2 separate regions of the Mus musculus genome follow, and region 1 is linked to region 2. A link is a contact called in public promoter capture Hi-C data. All regions are on one chromosome and are shown on one strand. The core of a region is the stretch at or near the end of the contact, and the rest is flanking DNA. Distances in the headings are between cores, read along the strand shown. Region 1 holds the start of Gipc1 (GIPC PDZ domain containing family, member 1). Region 2 holds the start of Ndufb7 (NADH:ubiquinone oxidoreductase subunit B7).

Region 1 (6,662 bases), core at 692-3,191, 86 kb after region 2:
TCAGACATGGAACGACAGGATTGGGAGCTTGTTCTGTTGGGTTTGGGTCTTGCTTAGGTCTAGTATTTCCCATAATGCCCCTTTCCTCCCTTTAGAAATAGTACAGAAGTTGTTCTTTGATTCTACAGAGGGTTACAGTTAAGAGAATGCCTTGAGTCTCAAAAGAGACTTTAGACTTTTACACCGTGTCAAGACTGTGGTAGACTATGGGGACTTTTGAATTGGACTGGATGCATTTTCATTATGATATGGCTACAAGCCTAAGGAGGGCAGAGAATGGGATGTGGTGCTCTGAATGATGATGACCCCCATAGTTTCATATACTTTAATATTTGGTTCCTCACTGCTGGGTGTGATGATGCATACCTTTAGTCCTAGTACTCTGGAGGCAAAGGTAGGTGGATCTCTGTGAGTTGGAGGCCAGCCTGATCTATAGAGTGAGTTCTAGAAAAGCCAAAGCTGTTACAGAGAGAAACCCTATCTCAACAAAGGAGGAGGAGGAGGAGGAAGAAGAAAAGGAAGGAAAGAAGAAACAGTATTTAAAAAAAAAGGTCTTCAGTTGATGGAACTGTTTTGGAAGGCTTAAGGAGGTGTGTCCTTGTTGGAGAAAGTATGTCACTGGCTTTGAGGTTTCAAAGATTCAAGTAATTTCCAGTCTCTCCTCTCTCTCTCTCTCTCTCTCTCCTCCCTCCCTCTCTCTCTGTTCCTCCCTCTTTCTCCCTCCCTTCTCTCTTCCTCACTCTCTGCGTGTGTATGTGTGTGTGTGGGGGGTTAAAAGGTAAGAAAGTGGGGGCTGGAGAGATGGCTCAGCAGTTAAGAGCACTGACTGCTTTTCTGAAGGTTCTGAGTTCAAATCCCAGCAACCACATGGTGGCTCACAACCGTCTGTAATGACATCTGATGCCCTCTTCTGAAGACAGCAACAGTGCGCTTAGATATAATAATAAATATAATATAAATCTTTTTTTAAAAAAAAGGTAAGAAAGTGGATGACAAAGTGTACGCACAGTAAACTCAGAGTTAGATGGAGATAAACTCATAAAAGGGAAGCAGGAGAAGTGACTTGAAGGTAGATTGTCAGCCTAGCATCCACCAGTAACAGTGCCTCAACCTTGAGCACTTGACCCAATAGCTGATCCTCCAAGAGGAGGAGGAACTGGGCCTACGTTCAACCTTAGAGCACCTAGAAGAACGAAGGAGAAGGGGGAGAAAGAGTCCATTGTCCCTGAGGGTAGAAGCCTGGACTGGTTGGTCACTAGCTTCGATTCCGTACAGTAGGTGCTCAATTGACAAGTCGAGTGTTCTACTGTTCTGATACGTTCCATAGAGTCTTACACAATTTTGCTTGCGAAGTGCTCTGCAGCTCTCTGTGCAGCTTCGGAGCCTTTGCACACCCTGTATCTAACATTGTGTATACTCCATCCTTGTGTCTATAGAGACAGGACCGAGCCTGGTACCAGGCAGGGGCACTTAAATATTGAAAGACTGAATGAATGCGCGATCGCCTTTGTCTATTGTGTAGAGTGGAAGAAGCGGAGACACGCGGGACCCTCCCTATTCACTGTGGTCCACCCTCTGGAATCAAAGCATCTTTCTGGGAGGGAAGAGGGGCTTGGGGCTGCCCTCCAGCCTCTCGCTGACCTCTCAAAAACCGCGCTTTCCTGGATACAGAACTCAGTCCTCCAAACCCGGTCATCTGACTCTCGCTGCCAGCTCCCCCGCCGTCTCCCAACCCTTGCAGCCTCACAATGGTTCAGCCCTTCCCTATTTAGAGCGAGTAAGGTTGGACCACTGCTCGCACAATGGGGGGAGCCCGAGGCGCGGCGGAGGGATCCCTCTGGAGCGTTCCGACGGGAGGCGCCCATTGGTCGCGAGTGCACACGGCCGTCGCTGATTAGTCCGCCCGGGACGCCGGCCCCGCCCAAGTCCCGGAGGCCCAGGGAGAAGCCGGGCGGAGTTTCGAGAGGACCGAGCAGGGCGCGCGCGGTGGCGGCGGCGCAGGTGAGTGTCCCCCGCCCGGGGGGCGGCCTCCAGGGCGTGGAGCCGTGGCGGTGGGGTGGAGCTGGCCGCGTCGGGACCCCAAACACGGACCCCTCCCCGCTGGCCGGGCCTCCCGTCCGCCTCTGCTCTCTGCTCCCAGGACGCTCCCTGTTGGTGGTGGGTCAGTGTTCCCGACCCTTCCCAGGCCTCTTCCCAAAGCTGGCTGGGGGGAACACCGAGACCCAGGTCGGGATAACAGTAACAACCGCAGCACTAGTTTAATGACTCCCCCTCGCAAGCCCGGATCGGTGTTTCCTCGTCCGGCGCTTATGCTGCACAGCTCAGTTGAATCAAAACACCCTCCTGGGAGGGGTTATTAACTTGTTTTAGAAGTGAGGCACTAGTGCCAGAGAGGTGGAGTAACTTACTCAAGGTCACACAGCTAGTAAATGACCCATGGGGCTTAGGGACCCGTATCCTTTGAGTCCAGAAACTAGTCCCAGAGATCAGCCCCTAGACTCACGCCCACCGCCACCCCCATATTCACTTCGGAGCCGCACCTGCTGGGTTTTGCTTTCCTCTCCTCGCCCACGGGTCACTAGACAGCTTCCAGGTTGCCCTCGTGTCCCTTCTCTGAGCTGGAGAGGCAAGGCCCAAATACCATGGGTCGTTTAACCCCATTTCCTTTCCACCTACCCTGTCCACTCTCCACTGTTAAAGGGATGACTGGAAGTATAGAGACTTGGTGTCTGGGGAGCGCGGGGGCTACAGGCGGCCAAGACCGGTCAAGCTGTGCATTCACGCCCCTCAGCCCCCGCCCCGGAAACACTGGAGAGATGAAACCTTCAGGATCCGGTTTTTCAAGAATGAATCAGAAGCTCCTGCCTTCCTCCCCGAAGCAATGCTGTGCCCGGGGTTAGGAGGGAGGGACGACCGGGGCAGGTGTGGTGTCCCCTAAGCCAGGCGTTATCTGAGCCCCTGGAACAACCCGTTTCCTGCTCCCCCCACTTGGCTTTTCTGTGACTGCGGGGGTTGCAGAGTTTCAGGCCCTTTTTGGGATGAGAGTGCTGGACTCCGGAAATCCATCCAACCCACTTCCCTTCAGCTCCTTGCAGACAGACTGGAGAGACGCACACACTTAGCTCTCTAGCAGTCATGTTGTGGGGGTTTGAACCACAGGCAGTCGGGGATGTAAGACATTCATTCTACAATTCAGCCCTTGTGGAACCCGACCGAGGTTTCACACGCTAGGCAGGTGCCCTACGCCTGAACTACACACCCATCACCTACAGATACTGAGCAGCCACTGTGCCTGACAGCATATTTTGCTTAGAGGACTCCAAACACGGGACAGAATTTCCTGCAGTCTGGTAGGGAACAGACAACCAGGTAACAGGCAGCCATTGTAGATCCTTGTAAGAAGTGCTGCGTGGTCTCAGCATCACTGGGCACCAGGGTCCTGGAAAACACACACACACACACACACACAAAACCTGGGCAGAGCAAAGCGTCCAATAGCGACACAAGTAATAAAGCTAGAGATGTGATTCACGGGAGTTTGCTATGCCTGGTACACAGGACATATCTATCTATCTATCTATCTTCCCTCCCTCCCTCCCTCCCTCCCTCCCTCCCTCCCTCCCTCCCTCCCTCCCTCCCTCCCTCCCTCCCTCCCTCCCTCCTTTCTTTCTTTCTTTCTTTCTTTCTTTCTTTCTTTCTTTCTTTCTTTCTTTCTTTCTTTCTTTCTTGTTTTCCCCTATACTGTGGGATCCCTTTGTCAGGTCAAATACATAATATGAATGTTACCATCTGGTTTACATTCTGAAATAGAGACGCAGGTGCTGGAGAACACATACTGGGAGTTTGATGCCCAGCACCCACGTGGTCCAGGCTCACAAGTGGTTCAGACAGACAGACATGCAGTCTCATTCGCATAAAAAAACAAAAAAACAAACTTAGAAACTAGAGACATAAAGATCAATAACTGCCGAGAGCTTGGAAGATGAGCTATGTTGTCAGGGTAGCATATAAGTTCATAGGCCTAAGTCCTGTAGACCATGGGAAACTCTTCAGTGGGCTGAGGCAAGCCAGCTGCCTGGAGAATTCTGGAAAAGGCCTTGCCAGGCGTAGGAACTGGGGTGCTCTTGGGCCAGGCGTAGGAACTGGGGTGCTCTTGGGCCAGGGAAGGGAGGATGTAAGGTTCTGGAGGCGTGGCTCAGCGGTACAGCCCCTGCCTAAAATCAGTCAGTGAGGCGTGGAGGAGGGGGCATGGCTCATCAGTAGAGTACCCACCCTCCTTGCAGATAAAAGGTACTAGTTTCCCTTGCAAATAATAACATTTCCTGAACTGATGAGCACTTCCACATCCCAGAAGTTACCCCGAGAAATGTGACTTCTGCCAGATTTTCAGATGCGGAAACTGGGGCCTCATGAAGTTAAGCAGCTTGGCTTTGTCTGTGCCACTGTTAAGTGGCAAGGGTGGGGCTTGCATCCAGGCCACCACACCACACCTCAGGGTCTTCAGTTCTAATTCTTGAGCCATTCATTTTCCTCAGAACAAAACCCATACAGAAGCCATGTAGACAGAGGAGGTAGCTCATGTGGTAGAGTGCTTGCTGGGCCAGCAGAATTTGACAGTCAGGACCCACATGGAAGTGCCAGGCATGGTGGCTTGCTGTTGTTACCCCAGCACTGGGGACATAAACAGGAAGATGTGTGGGGCTCATTGGCCAGCTGACCTAAGTGGAGGACTCAGTCCCAGGAGAGACCCTGTCTCAGACAAAGTAGGGCTGGGGATACGGGCTATAACTTAGTGCTAGAGTCTTTGCCTAGCATATGGGAGACTCTGAGTTGACTTCCCAGTGTAAATAGAGTGGGCACACTGGCGAGATGGCTCAGCAAAGTAAAGGCCCCTGCTGCCAAGCTGGGACCTGAGTTTGATCCTTGGGACCCACATGGTAGAGGAAAGCACTGACTCCTACAGTTTCTGCACTCACATTGTGGCAACACACGTGCACACAAGTGTGATTTTTGGTTTTTTGTTCTTGTTTTTTTCGTTTTTGTTTTTGTTTTGAGACAGGGTCTCACTGCGTAGTTCTGGTTGTCCAAGAACTTGCCGTGTTCTTGCTGTGTTAACCAACCTAGCCTCAGAGTGATCATTTTTTATGTGTGTGGATGGGTCACCAGCACTCATGCCTGTGCTCTCAAGAGGGCGTCAGATTCTCCCTGAAGCTGGAGTTAGAGACAGTTATGAGCTGCCATGTAGATGCTGAGATTCGAACCCAGGTCCTTTGGGAGACTAGGCAATGCTCTTGACCGCTGAACCAGCTTCAGTAAAATTTTTAAGCAAAGTAATGACTCTTGGAGAACAGTAGCCAAGGTCGGCCTCTAACCTCCAAATGTGCCTGCACATCCATGAATGAGCACATAGGGCCTGGAGACATGGCTCGGCCATTGAGAGTGCTTGAAGCTCTTCTCGGGAATCGGAATTTGGTTCCCAGCACCCATGGTGGGCAGAAGGTGAGATGGCTCGGTGGGTAAAGGCAGTTGCCGCCAAACTTGGTGACCTGAGTTTGACCTCCAGGACCAACATGGTGGAGGGAAAGAAGTAAGTCAGCTAAGTTGTTCTCTGAGGCGTGCACACATACACATCAGGTAGATAAGTGTAAACAAAATGCTTAAGTTGATGAAAAAGAAAACGGGTGGTGGTGCACGCCCTTAATCCCCGCAGATCTCTGAGTTCGAGGCCAGCCTGGTGTATAAAGCTCGAGTCCCAGAACAGCCTACACAGAGAAACCCTGTCTCGAAACCAAAAACAAAGTAACAGAGAGTTAACAGGCAATTCACAAAAAAGCCAATCAAGAACATTAAAGATGTATAAGAAGGCATCGGGCACTATTGATTATCCCAGAGTACAAAAGCAAATGGACAGAGAGTAGTCGCAGCGCCCCCTGCCAGGCAATGTGCTGCCAGCAAGATAAGGGTCAGGAGCAGGGCGTGTGATCTGGGGAGATGGCCTGTGCTGCTCTGTGCAGCCAGTGTTCCCCATACTGAGGGGCAGACATTAGTGACAGAGCTCTCCCTTAGCAGTGGACAAAGACATAAAATACCCATCCCAGCTGAAGGGTAAGGGAGGGTGCGGGCAGCTAGCTCTGGCCTAACTATCTGAGCAGCAGCATGGAAGAGGCCCCAGCGGCTAAGGAAGAGCAGGCCACGTGGGCATAAATGACAGTGGGTGCCTGGGGGATCAGAGCAGAGAAGGAAGTGACTGTTTATAGGGTCATTCTGGCTGCTGTCTTGACAGGAAACTGGAGGGTAACCGGAAGCCTGAAGACCCAGAGGCCGCTTGTTGTGTGGATGAGTGGGATGGATAGCGTTCCGGAAGTGAGAAGAGAGCATGGCTGAGCAGGGAACCCTCTCAGGAGGATGTGAACCAGCCAGCTGGGTGCCCTTCCTCAGGAGAGGCTCTGCAGAGCACAGGCAGTTCCTAGTCCACAGGAAGTGGAGTTTGGTACGGAAGCTGAGGAGGAGGAGGATCAGGAGTTCAAGGCCAGCCTATGCTACTTAGTGTGACCCTGCCTCAAAATAAGAGAGATGAATTTAGCCAGGTGTGGTAATGTACACCTGTGTCCCTAGCACTCTGGAGGATGAGGCGGGGATCACAAGTTCAAGGTCAACTTTGG
Region 2 (6,796 bases), core at 673-3,172:
TGCCTGGATGCTGCCATGCTTCCCACCATGATGATAACAGACTGAACCTCTGAAACCATAAACCAGCCCCAATTAAATGTTTTCTTTGTTTCTTCACAGTGATAAAACCCTAACTAAGCCACTCAGTTTTAAAGTACTGTCTCACAAAGGCAAAGACCTATGTTTGATCTCAAGAAGCCACACTGTGCTACCTGCTTTTTATGTCAACTTGACATAGGTTAGAGTCACTGTGGAAGAGAGAGCCTCAGCTGAGAAAACACCCCACCAGATTGGCCAAAGGCAAGTCTGGAGTACATTTTCTTTCTTTCTTTTTCTTTTCTTCTCTTTTTTTTTTTTCCTTTTTTTTTTTGTACATTTTATTTAGTGGTTGACATGTGGTGTAACCCCTGAGGTGGTGGCCATGGGTACTAAAAGAAAGCAGCCTGAGCCAGGCGGTGGTGGCGCATGCCTTTAATCCCAGCACTTGGGAGGCAGAGGCAGGCGGATTTCTGAGTTCGAGGCCAGCCTGGTCTACAAAGTGAGTTCCAAGACAGCCAGGGCTATACAGAGAAACCCTATACAAAGAAAAGAAAGCAGCCTGAGAATGCCAGTAAGCAGCACTCCTGGGTGGCCACTGTGTCAGTTCCTGCCTCCAGGGTCTGTGTTCCTGTCCTGACTTCCCATCAGGACATTCCCGTCAGGACATACTGCATTCCAGACCGGGAAGTAAAACACTTACCTCCCCAAATGGCTTCTGGTGGTATTTCATCACAGCAATGGAAACCCTAACTAAAATACCATGTAAAACAGACGCTGGGCATGGCAGCCCAGAGGAGACAAAGACAAGAGGATCCCTGGGGCTTACAGACCAGCCCGCCTTGGGGAGCTCTGAACAGAGAGGTGTGCTTAGTCTGAGTCAAATAAGCTGTCCTGGATGAGAGGAGAGAGCAAGCCAAGAGAGGACACACCCTGACAGACACTTAGGAGCAAGGAAGAGAGTGGTTCCTTCAGAAGCTCTAGACCAAGAGCTTTTAAGACCATCAGGTTGGCTGCGCCCTCTCTGGTCAGGATTGGGCACTACGGACAGGCTTCAGTGGTAAAGCCTTCATTTACCATGTTCTAGACCAGGATCACAAAGTATTCATTTTAGAAGAACAACGACTGGAAGGAGGGCTCAGTCATTACTGTGATTGCTTTACCAACATAAAGAACTCAATTCAGTCCCCAAACCCCATGTAAGAAAACTCCTGGTGTGGGGGCACACGCTTGAAATTCCAGAACCACAGACAGGGTGCCCGGTTAAATCTCTCGGGCCTTCTAGACAGCCAGCCTCACCTACTTGAAGGGTTCAAAGCCAGTGGGAGACAGTGTCTCAAACAAGTTGGACAGAGACAGAGTAATGACCCCAGAAATTGACCTCTGACCACCAAATGCACTCATAAGCACACCTACGTATGTGCACTCACACCGACAAACCTAGGGAAAGTGTTTGGAAGTTCGAGTGTTGGAAATGGTAGTGTATATCTGTGGGAAAGCACTTATCTACCATATGCTAGGCCTGGGGGTCTATCCTAAAACCAGAAAAAAAAATTAATTTAAGAAAAAAAAAAAAAAGAGGAGGAGGAAGAGGAACGCGGAAGATGGTTCGGTCCAGGGTGTCCACAGTACCCATGTATACACATGTATACAGCAGGCTTGGTGGCACACATTTATAATCCTAGCACTGGGCAGAGCACAGGGGACCCTGCCACCTCCCCGCTTCCACACCCGCACTCCTCCCTGCAACTCCCTGGCCAGCCTGGCCTTCTAGCCAACTGGCGTTCGCCGCACCCGCTCTGTCTCCTCCACACCGCCAGGGGGTGTCAGCGAGCCAGGAAGCGTTCCATCGTTCATCTCTATGACCCCCGCCGCAGCCTAGATGACCCGGAAGACACTGAAGGGGCAGTGCTTCCAGGTGGGAGCGAGGTGACCCCGGCTACTAAAGAAGGGTAAGGCAGAGTAGCCATGGGGGCGCACCTGACCCGGCGCTATCTGTGGGATGCCTCGGTGGAGCCTGACCCCGAGAAGATACCCAGCTTCCCGCCGGACCTCGGCTTTCCGGAGCGCAAGGAGCGAGGTGAGCTCAGTGCGCAGGCGCGACCGCAGATCCCGCGGAACTCAGCTGCCTGCTTGCGGAGGGCCGGGTCGAGTCGGGAGGGCGACCTCCTTGAGTGTGGAGGCTGTGCGGGGATGGCTAAAGCAAAAGGCTGGGACGAGACAGCAGAGAACGGGAAGATGAGACTGCCCCGGTGCACTTCGTCCTGGGCACAGCGCGGAGCCTAGGACATGTTCTTTGCATCTCCATACATTGTCACTAGCATTTGGTTACGTACAATAATACAAGGTTGGGGGGCTGGAGCGATCATGCTCCTTGTCCTGTCTAGTGTGATGGTGCTGGGGGAGGAACCCAAGGCCTGTGTGTACTCGCAAGGTTCTCATTCTTCCTGTATAGGAAAATCAGAGTGACAGCTCTGGACAAAGTCCTAGTTTGGCACTTGGGATGCCCCAGGGTAGCAGAGAGCCACTGGCGCTGTCTTCAGGGAGCCCCCTGGACAAAGCAGCGTGTCCAAAAAGATCTGGGAAGCAAATTTAAGAGTGTAGAAGCACAGGCTAAAAGGGGTGTATATGAGATTGATGAAGCTGGTACCAGGGAGGGACAGAGCCCCACTTGTAAGCAGGGGAAAGACACAAATGACTTGCCTTACCAAAAGGTTGTAGTGTCGACTAGAAGATGGCTCCGTCAGTACTGAATCTGCAGAACATTTACCCACCTGACACCCTGCTTTGCCCATAGTCATTTTGAAAATACAGCACTCCCTGGCCGCCTCTCTTGCTTGGCTAATCCAAAACCCTGGTAAAACTCAGCTGGCCCTGCTGACCTGGTCTCCAAGTTGCTTCCTCACTCCAGACCCCCTTCTTATTTTTGAGTCAGACTAGTCTCTAACTCACAGTCCTTTCCCTTTGGCCTCGGGAGCACAGAGCTCATAGGCCCAGTGGTGCTCAGGGATGCTATAGCCTACATTGTTGCTTCTATAGTTCTTCACTGCCTCTTCATCTTAGGCAAGCTCTTGTGAGAAAGCAAGAGTAGCTCCTGCTCCCACACCCATGCATCTCCAAACTCCTTCCAAATGACTTGTCCCTAGCCTGGCGGAGTCCCCATTCCAGGTGAACCCCCCCCCACACACACACACACACCCCTTTATATCCTCCATCCACCCTCTACAATGAAAGGATCCTGCTCCCGAACCTCTCATCAGGCTCCTGTCCATGGTTTTGAAACACCCCCACAGGAACATCATGAGTTCCTGGGATGGATAGCAATCCTGTCTCAAAACCTAAGTATAAAAATCCCCGTTACTGAAGGGCTCCTCTCAAGGCTCCCAGCCAGCCCCAGCTCCACCTGTCATTCCCCACCTCTACCTTGCTCACCTCCACTTCCCTGCGCACTCTCACTGATTGTTCCTCGGCTCCCTTGACTGCCTTGAAGCTGCTGCCTCCTTTGTTCTGCCCTGGAGGCAGCTCACAACTGTGTGGTGTACACCAGTGCTGTCCACTTGATCTCCAAGGGGAGCCTTAACCTTGAACTTATAAATGACATTGCTGACTTTTGTTTTCTGAATTTTAGGGCTTTATTAGTGGTACATGTGTATGTGAGCACTCGTGTGCATTGACGGCCAGAAGTCTGCAGAGTGTCCTCCTGAAATCACATCCCCTTTCCTCCCCCAGGAGCCACCACCCCCTTCCACTGACACCTTAATTTTTAAGATAGGGTTTCACTCTGTAGCACAGGCTGGCCAACCTCTGAGTGTTGAGATCACAGGAGTAAGCCAACAAGCCCAGCCTGGGTTTTATTTTCCTTTTGAGACAGGATCTTGCTGTGTAGCACAGGCTAGTCTCAAAACTCTTACCTCAGGCTCCTGAGTGCCGAGATTGCTGGCTGTACCCCTCTGTCTTCAATGTCTGTCTTGTACTCTTTGAGTCTCAGCTCTGTCCTCCCCTTAAGCCTACCGTGCTCACCTTCCCAGTCACTGTCAAGGACAGCTCTACCTTTCCCTGAGCTTAGGTCAAAACCCGGAAGCAGGAAAGGTGCCTGCTGCCTCAAGGCTTTGGCCCCCTTCTACCTGAGATGTTCTTGCCCCAGGCATCTGCCCGACTCGGCCCTTGCCTCATGGCCCACTTTCCAGCACTTCCTAACTCTGGTTTTGGTTGGGTTTGGTTTGCCCTCTGCAGTCAGTAAGGCTGCCAGCCATTCAAAGACAGTGTGCTCAGCCTACTTTGTGTCCCTCTGAAGAGGGAGACCATCTATTTGCCTGGTTCCCTCCTACATTCCTGCAGCTTAGCAGGCAACAGTGTGCTAAAGGCTTGCTGCTGGCCTCTTGTGAACTGGAAATGAGAGGCCAGAGCTTGAGTTGCTAACCCGAGCTCCAGGGTGAGTAACTCTGGCAAGAGCCTGCCTGTGATTTGAGCCCTGGGCCTGGAGTACAGAGGTGCAGAGTGGAGGGACCAGGTTGGCCTCATCAGCCTACTGTAGCATCAACAGTCAGAAGTGCGGTCAAAGCTGTAAAGAAGCAGGTGGCTGCTGCTGGGCTCGGGAGCTCCAGAGAGAGAGCAACACAGAAGGCAGAGAAAGCCTATCTGGGTGACATGCAACCCTGCTGAGGCACGTCTGGGCACCAGGTGAGAAGCCCAAAAAAGGGGACAAGGACCTGAGACCATGTAAGAAAGGACGGTAGCTGGAAGCATAATGGGAGACAACAGCCCTGACAGGAATTGGATACCCCCACCCCACCCCACCCCAGAGGAAGGCCAGCAGGTGATTGGAGCATGCAGTGGCTGTGCAGGGCTAAGGTTTTCCCAAGGCCTCACACAAGCTACCACTGACTTAACTCCAACCGGTTTCTGTGTATTTTTTTAAGGTTCTTTTTGTTTTTAATGGTCTGAATAGACATTTGGACATAAGGGTTCAGGTGCCAGATAAGGGCAGAGAGGGCAGTGGATCCCTGGAGCTGGAGTTATCGGCAGTGGTGAGAGCTGCCCACCCCACCCCACCCCCACCCCCAGTTTTCTGCAGGAGCAATACATGCTAAGCCAGCTCTCTAGCCAGCTTGTTTGGTTTGGTTTTCAAGACAGGGTTTCTGTGTAGTCCTTGCTGTCCTTTAGACCAGGCTGGCCTTGAACTTGGAGATCTGCCTGCCTCTGCCTCCCAAGTGCTAAGATCAAAGGTGTATACCACCACCACCACCACCTCTAATAGAATATGTTTTAGTGCAATGAAATAGGACTGAGGCCCACCCAGGTGGAGAGGAGATAGGCCTACAGACCCAGCAAAGCAGGTATGTGGTTGAGGGCCATAGTGGAGACAGGCTGGCGAGTTTCTATTACTAAACACTCCTGAAGGGTCAGGCTTGCCAGTGATAGCTGATCTACCCGAGGCTTACTTAACACACACACACATGCTATGTGGTGGCCTTTTGTCAACATCAGACTCCAAACAGTGAATGCTATAAGTCCTATAAGCTAGTGACGGACCTTGGTTTGTGTGAGCACATGCTACGCTGATCACACCGGCACCCCAATGATGCTCCAAAGACGCTTCCTGTTACCACAGCTCTGTTGACTTAGTGGACAGCCCGGCACCTTCTGTGCTGGGACTGGCATCTTCCAGTGGGGGAGCAAAGGCTGAGAGGCCCCAGTACCCACTGAAAAGCTGAAATTCAGGTTCCATATGGCTTAGGGGCTGGGGAAGGTGAGCTGAGCTCTCTGGGAGACAGCATCTCTAGATGAAGGGACATCAGAGTTCTTTATTGCTGTTTAGGACATAGGGGACGAGGAGTCACCCTTCCTGTCAGGGTGCAGCCATAATCCAGATGGGTTCTGCTAAGCCATACTGTGTCTGGCTTCCGTTTGTGCCATGTGCACACCGGGGTCTGTGGAGGTGGGGCTGGCTGCAGGGCTGAGCCTCACCACTCCCCACAGTGATGGTGGCCACACAACAAGAGATGATGGATGCCCAGCTGACACTGCAGCAACGTGACTACTGTGCCCACTACCTCATCCGGCTGCTGAAGTGCAAGCGAGACAGCTTCCCCAACTTCCTGGCCTGCAAGCACGAGCAGCACGACTGGGACTACTGCGAGCACCTGGAGTGAGCCCGCCCCGCCCCCACCCGCCCCACCCACACCACAGCCATCCACACTGCAGCCATCCACCCCACGGCCACCTTCTCCACAGCTATCCACACCACAGCTATCCACACTGCAGCCATCCACCCCACGGCCACCTTCTCCACAGCTATCCACACCACAGCTATCCACACTGCAGCCATCCACCCCACGGCCACCTTCTCCACAGCTATCCACACCACAACTCAGCTATCCACACCTCGGCCACCCACACCACAGCCACCCACACTGCACCACAGCCACCCACATGGGCATGGGAAGAGGCTGGAGCCACCTAGGACAGGGGCCAAGTCAGAATTCCTGGGGGAGGCCTCACCCCTAGCAAGGGCTTCCAGGTGGCTGGAATGGACTCAAGACAAAACCTATGGCACTGAGACCCTCTATGTTCTGCCCACAGTTACGTGAAACGCATGAAGGAGTTTGAACGTGAGCGGCGACTGCTCCAAAGGAAGAAGCGAAGGGCACTGAAGGAAGCACGGGTAGCCCAAGGCCAGGGAGAAGGAGAGGTGGGCCCTGAGGTGGCCCTGTAGGGATTACCCGCCAGCCTGTGGACCTATCAGTGAAATAAAAGCTTTGGGTCACCTGCCTAAACTTCA

The links. Capture Hi-C pulls out chosen DNA fragments and counts their contacts.
Region 1: a contact with region 2 is called in a promoter capture Hi-C map of adipose tissue. The contact joins the promoter of Gipc1 here to the promoter of Ndufb7 in region 2. A contact is called at or near these places in 3 of 39 promoter capture datasets (embryonic stem cells, liver and pre-B cells), 6 of 484 Hi-C or Micro-C datasets (the C2C12 cell line, embryonic stem cells, muscle stem cells and 2 more), 3 of 115 datasets of contacts at active chromatin or transcription factors (all in embryonic stem cells) and 3 of 9 other capture datasets (adipose tissue, liver and pancreatic islet).

What each region holds. Positions count from the first base shown.
Region 1 is chr8:83,650,737-83,657,398 of GRCm38.p6, forward strand. Gipc1 (GIPC PDZ domain containing family, member 1) reads left to right here and starts at 1,942. Exons shown (of 7, transcript NM_018771.3): 1 at 1,942-2,001.
Region 2 is chr8:83,564,836-83,571,631 of GRCm38.p6, forward strand. It overlaps Ndufb7 (NADH:ubiquinone oxidoreductase subunit B7), which reads left to right and starts at 1,923. Exons shown (of 3, transcript NM_025843.3): 1 at 1,923-2,095; 2 at 5,995-6,163; 3 at 6,598-6,788. The coding sequence starts at 1,984. The coding sequence ends at 6,730.